Regions from separate parts of the Pan troglodytes genome. Here region 1 is linked to region 2. The links are chromatin contacts, called in public Hi-C maps. All regions are on one chromosome and are shown on one strand. The core of a region is the stretch at or near the end of the contact, and the rest is flanking DNA. Distances in the headings are between cores, read along the strand shown. Region 1 overlaps CSPG4 (chondroitin sulfate proteoglycan 4). Region 2 holds the start of MAN2C1 (mannosidase alpha class 2C member 1).

Evidence for each region. Hi-C and Micro-C count contacts between places; a contact is called where the count stands out from the background.
Region 1: a Hi-C map of induced pluripotent stem cells shows a contact between it and region 2, with 1.6 times the contacts expected there. The contact joins the enhancer-like site here to the promoter of MAN2C1 in region 2. A contact is called at or near these places in 1 of 7 Hi-C or Micro-C datasets (induced pluripotent stem cells) and 1 of 1 datasets of contacts at active chromatin or transcription factors (stem cell-derived excitatory neurons).

Annotation. Positions count from the first base shown.
Region 1 is chr16:67,599,162-67,601,861 of NHGRI_mPanTro3-v2.0_pri, forward strand. It overlaps CSPG4 (chondroitin sulfate proteoglycan 4), which reads right to left. Exons shown (of 10, transcript XM_024349291.3): 10 at 2,605-2,700. Among named protein-coding and RNA genes, the nearest start is that of IMP3, 25 kb to the left of the region's middle. Within about 2 kb of position 1,335, at least 8 of the 24 cell types and tissues checked have an H3K27ac peak or open chromatin away from gene starts, as enhancers often do. A contact at or near this core is called in induced pluripotent stem cells, where this site is marked.
Region 2 is chr16:67,303,454-67,306,153 of NHGRI_mPanTro3-v2.0_pri, forward strand. MAN2C1 (mannosidase alpha class 2C member 1) reads right to left here and starts at 1,402. Exons shown (of 26, transcript XM_016927213.4): 1 at 935-1,402; 2 at 515-640; 3 at 1-108. The coding sequence starts at 1,035.

The sequences.
Region 1 (2,700 bases), core at 85-2,584, 300 kb after region 2:
CCTAGGGTCGGAGTGGAGCTGTGTAGAGGAGCCCAGCGGGTCTGGTTCTCTACCTTGGTCCCAACTACTTACCAGGGCTTCCCGACATGTTACGGCCAGGAATGGGAGATCCAACCAGAGACGTCTGGAGTTCTGCCCAGGAAGAACCTCCACCTCTTTGAGATCTGGAATCTTCAGGGCCTGGAGGAAGATGCCAGCAGCCCTGGCAGTTCTCATTGGTCAGGGGAGGTCGGTGTGGGGTGGCAGAAGCACTTCTCTGGCTTCCTGTTGGGGGATGAGTGTGCCAGCTCAGTGGGCTCCCTGGCTGCCAGAGCAATCTGCTTAAAGGACTGGCTTCTAGGATGCAGGGAAGGGCTCAGAGGGAGCCCCTTCTCTAGCACCTGAGAGACTGAGCCACTTAGGGTGGTGGGCAGGGTTTCTAAGCTGGGGTCCTGGGGATCTGGGCCCCTCTGGCAACTCCTACCCTGTCCCCTTCCCCCACCTGTGGGCTCACTTTGCAATTCTGCTGATGTCAGCTTGAGTGCCTTAATGGGCAGAAAATCCTGACTCCTTTGCGCGACTAGGCTAGCTGGGACTGCAGGGGGCCCCAGGTAAGGAGCATATACTTCTGAAATTTGTGTGTGCCCCCGCGTATGCGTTTGTGTCTTAGGTAGGTAGGTATTTATCTCTGTGTTGTGTGTCTGAAGGTCATGCATGAGCCTGTGTTCATATACACAATGGCGTGCACAAAGGCACATTATGGATTTGTGTATGTTTGTTTGTGTGGAGAGGGTCAGGAGCTCCCAGACATTCCTGAACACTTGCACATGGGTTGGCTGTTATCTCCAGCGCCTGGGAGGAACTGGCTCCTTAAAGGAGGGGGATGGTGAGTTACTTTGTAAAGTGGAGACAAGCCCCTTAAGCCCTGGGGAAAGGGATTTACATAAACCAAGGTCCCACGTTTAGGTTGGGTTCTCAGCTCTGGTGTGCCCATGAAAGACCCTCTCCCAGGTCCTAGCAGAGCTGCTGGCACAGTGCCCTGGGTGCCAGCCCACTGTCCTGCATGGGCTCAGAGGAGCTGGAACGGTGTCAGCTGGTGCCAGCTCCCTGGGGGCAGGGCAGGCCGGGCCAGGCTATGTGAACAGAGTGTGTCCTCAGTCCTCTGGGGGAAATCGGAGACCAGGCCAGATCCTGCCTGCTGGGTCTCTCACCCTCTTCTCAGCTTACACTTCCAGGGAAACTGGTCACCCTGGGTAGAGACTTGCTCCAGATATCAGGGCCCTGAGGCTCCAGCCTGAGCTCCTGGGAGGGGATGTGGTGTAGAGACACCCTTGGCCAGGCCCCTGCCTCAGGCTGGCCTGGGGCGCCAGAGAGACCAGGCTTGTAGAAGGAACGGAGCAGGCTCACGCGGAGCCCTGTGCACGGTGAGCTCAGGGTGCAGAGGGATCTCTGGGGCCCTGGTCACCCTCCCTGGGGAGTCCTGCTTTTCAGTGTGGCAAGAAGCGCCTTGCTGTGTGACAGCCCTCTTCCCCTCCCTGACTCTTAGTCTCCCCTGGGTCCTCTGGGGGCCCTAACAGCAGGATGTACCTGGCCTCCTGCCCGAAGCCTCTCAGAGTGGAGGAGGACCTAGGAGGCTGGACGCTGAGATGCGAGAAGCGTCATAGGAGGGGCGGTCCAGGGGCAGGGTGGGGAGGAGACTTCTCTCTTGCTCTCATTCCTGGTTCAAATGTTTCAGATGTTGGGACGCAGGGAAGAGGTGACTCTGGTCCCCAGATGCAGGTCAACTGCCAGAGGCTGGCCAGGGCTTCCCACCCACTGACCCTGGCTGCACTCAGAGGCCTCTCACATTTCTCTTCCTCTCTTCAGTCTACTGTCAGGGCCAGGCATATCCCCTGGGACCCAGAATCTGTCTCCATTGCCCCCAACCCTGCGACACCCTCAAGAGAGGTCTAGAGGGTGGTGACTCAGTAACTCAGAGAGGGCCTTCTGGAGATGCCGCGGCCTCAGAACCCCTCTGTAACCCAATGCTGGCCTCTCAGGCCACGTGCGGGGATGCCTGGCTTTTCTGAATCCTTGCTGCTTCCTCTGGCTTTGAGAAGCAGCACACTTGGTCCTCCTGTTGGGAGGGTGGACACCAGCAGAAGCCTTCCTTGTAAAAGTTTCTAGGAGGCACCTGTGGTGGTTCTCCTCCCCCTCCCCCTTGGTACCATGTCCCAGCCTTGGGATCCCCAAGTCCCCCCACTCCCTTCACTTTGCTGCTGCAACCCCTTGAGAGGTGGCTGGGGAAGGACAGGGGTATGGAGGTCGAAACTCAGGCTAATAAATCTAGGGTGGGGAGCATTTATTTTAATTTTTGTCTTGCAGCTCTTTGTAGAGGACCTAGCCTTTCTCTACTGAACTGAAGGGGTTTGGTCCCATCACCCGAAGACTGGCCCACCTGCCCACACAGGTGGGGGCACAGGAGGTCTGGGAGGCCCCAGGAGGTGGAAGTTCAGAGGCCTGCCTGGCCCTGTCCATCCCACTGGCTGAGGCCAGGCCGGAGGGCCGACCCCAGGGGCCCTCTGTATGCAAGCCGACGCAGACAAGGGCCCAGTGCATAGTTAAGACACAAACACCACACAGCTGTCCAGAGCCTCCAAAGCACTGTTTATCCAGGCTCCATGGAACCAAGTGCCCCCAGCTGCCTGCCCTAGTCCTCAGGGGGGCACTGGCACTGCAGTG
Region 2 (2,700 bases), core at 152-2,651:
TCACGCCACACCAGACCTTCTCCATCACTTTCCCAGCAAAGGTGAACTTCCTGGCCCACCCATGCCTCTGGGATGGTCAGCTCCACCCGGAACCAGCAGGTCCACCATCTGCAAGAGAGCTGTTGTGATAGGCCTAGAGGTAGAAGTCCTATCCTGATATCCTTCCTTGGATAAAGTGTCGGCAGGGGCTTGAAACTCTCCAAGCATCTGCAGTGTCACAAGGTACTCAGCTTTGAGTCACAAGAAAGGAGCAACAAGGTGAGAAGCAAGATGAGGGAAACAGGCAGAGGCGTCAAAGGTTCGTGATCCCTAGGGTGCCCTTCCTAAGAGATGTCCAGAGGCGGCCACGTGGGAATGAAAACCATCCCCTGAAGACCCAGGGACCAGAGAGCTGTTCCCAGCAGAGGGTGCTGCTCTGTCTACGGCAGAGGGCAGACAACGAAGGTGTGGCTGGGAGCTGGGTTGGGACTTCCCCTAGGCCCGTGGCCCCGCCCACCCGCTGGGCGTTACCTACGTGGGTCCGAAGCTGTCGCCGACCTGCGCGGGGCGGAAGTCCCGCTGGACTGCCTCCTGGTAGGGAAGTCTCTCCGGCGTCAGGAAGCTGGAGAGCACAGCCACAGGGCAGCTGGCCCCAAAAAGCCTGCGTGGGACGGGCCGGTGGGCACATGCTGGAGGCCGCCCCGTTTCCGCCTGGGGACCAGCTGGCCGGTGGGGCCGCACTTTCCCTGGATCCTCCGCCAAGAGGGCTGCCTGGCCGCTCCGCGGCACAGTCCATTCCCTAACCCCTCCTCCCCGGCCCCTGCCCTGCCCTGCCCTGCCCGCGGCGGGCACTTTGTCCCGCGGCCCGGGTGGCTGCAGCTTAGGTTTCTCCCCGGAAGGAAAGCTTGAGGCGCACGGTTGCGGTCGGCCGGCTGCGGGAGACCAGGGGCCACACCTGCCGCGGAGGTTACAGTCGGTAAAGTAGAGCGGCGACACGAACTTCTCCACCCGCTCCAGCGTGGTGCGCCAGTGCTTCAAGGCCGGCGCAGCCGCCATCGCCGGGCTCTCGCTCCTCTTTCCGGAAGGCCCCTGGCGCTACCGTTCCGCTCCACGGCAGGAAACCAAAGGTTCCGGCGTCCAGAGGGCGCCTCCCAGTCCCGGGCAGCTTTTCTTGGAACACGGGCGGCTCTCGGAAGCCCAGCTGCTGTCTGAATTTTGAGCCGAGTTGGAAGCTAGAAACTGTTTTTGAGGCTCTCCTATGTTGTCCGAAATAGTGGGCCGCAGGGAAAATCTCAAAATAAAATGGGAAATTTGACGATTAGAACTCTCGAAAGTCTCGAGACAGAGACTTAGGCCATTCGGCAAGACAGGCGGGAGCCTCAGCTGCTGCAGACCCAGCCTCAGAATCAGCAACCGGGAGACCTCTGGCTCTAGCTGTCGGTGAACACGGAAAGTGGTGTTTGCTTAACGTGGAGCCAGACTACCCGGAATAGGTGTTTTCATACCGGACGGAGATCAGGGTGTTAGTGAGCAGGGAGGTAGAGCTTTACGCCCAAGTTACTACGACTTACTCGATTACACGCTTTACTGAATATATATTGCTAACTCTTGCACATCACCAGAAACTCTGGAGTTTGAGGTGGCAGAACAGTCATGGCATTGACGATCCCAATGGAAAAATGTATTTCACCATACAGGACTGTAGAGTCCCGGGAAGCCATAATACCAGAAACAGACCTCCAGTTTCATTCTCATCCCTAGTACTCCACTGACAGCTTTATTTTTTTCTCCTGGGGTTGCCAAGAGTCTTTGTCTATAAAATCATTAGGAACAAAAAAAAAATACACAAGATTAGCCCTGATATTTTAATGGAAATACTGACCAAGTTTACAACATTTCAAATGCAGATCACACGGAAAGGTGACTAAGTACAGAATAACAAATGTGATTTAAAATAAAGATAACCTGCTGCTGCATATAATACAGGTTGGGTTTAGAGCTTGGAGCTCAGATGTCAGACAGCAGGAGGAATAAAAATGCTACTTGTGAAAACCCAGGCTGTAGGTAAAACTTACTCTTTTGTTGGTTGCACTGGTGGGTTGGGACTTTCTCCTGAACTGGCCTTGAAATCCTATCCGGACCTGCAGGCAAGTGCTCTGGACAAAACACTGCAGGGGCAGCAACAGCTGGGGCTGACCCTGATCACACCCCACCAATTTCCCCTATGGTTCCAGGTCAACATGACCTTTCTTGAGGGAACACGGGGATAGGTGAATTATTTGAGAAAACCTCAAGATCTTTCCCCTAAATCAGTACACATGACCACCGCCAAGTCAGACACTGCCCCAGCTTTGCCCTAAAATCTCATCCCACAAAGCTCTTTTTGGCACCCTACACTTTGGCTCAGTCTCTTCTCCCCAGTACAAAAAAAGCCTAAAATCAGGCCAGCTCTGGTGGCTCACACCTGTAATCTCAGCACTTTGCGAGGCCGAGGTGGGAGGACAGCTTGAGGCCAGGAGTTTGAGACCAACCTGGGCAGCATAGCAAGACCCTGTCTCTACAAAAAGTTAAAAAATTAGCTGGGCGTGGTGGCATGCAGCTACTCAGGAGGCCGAGGTGGGAGGACTGCTTGAGCCTGGGAGGTCAAGCCTGCAGTGAGCTATGATCGTGGCACTGCACTCCAGTGTGGGTCATAAAGCGAGACACTGTCTTTAAACAATA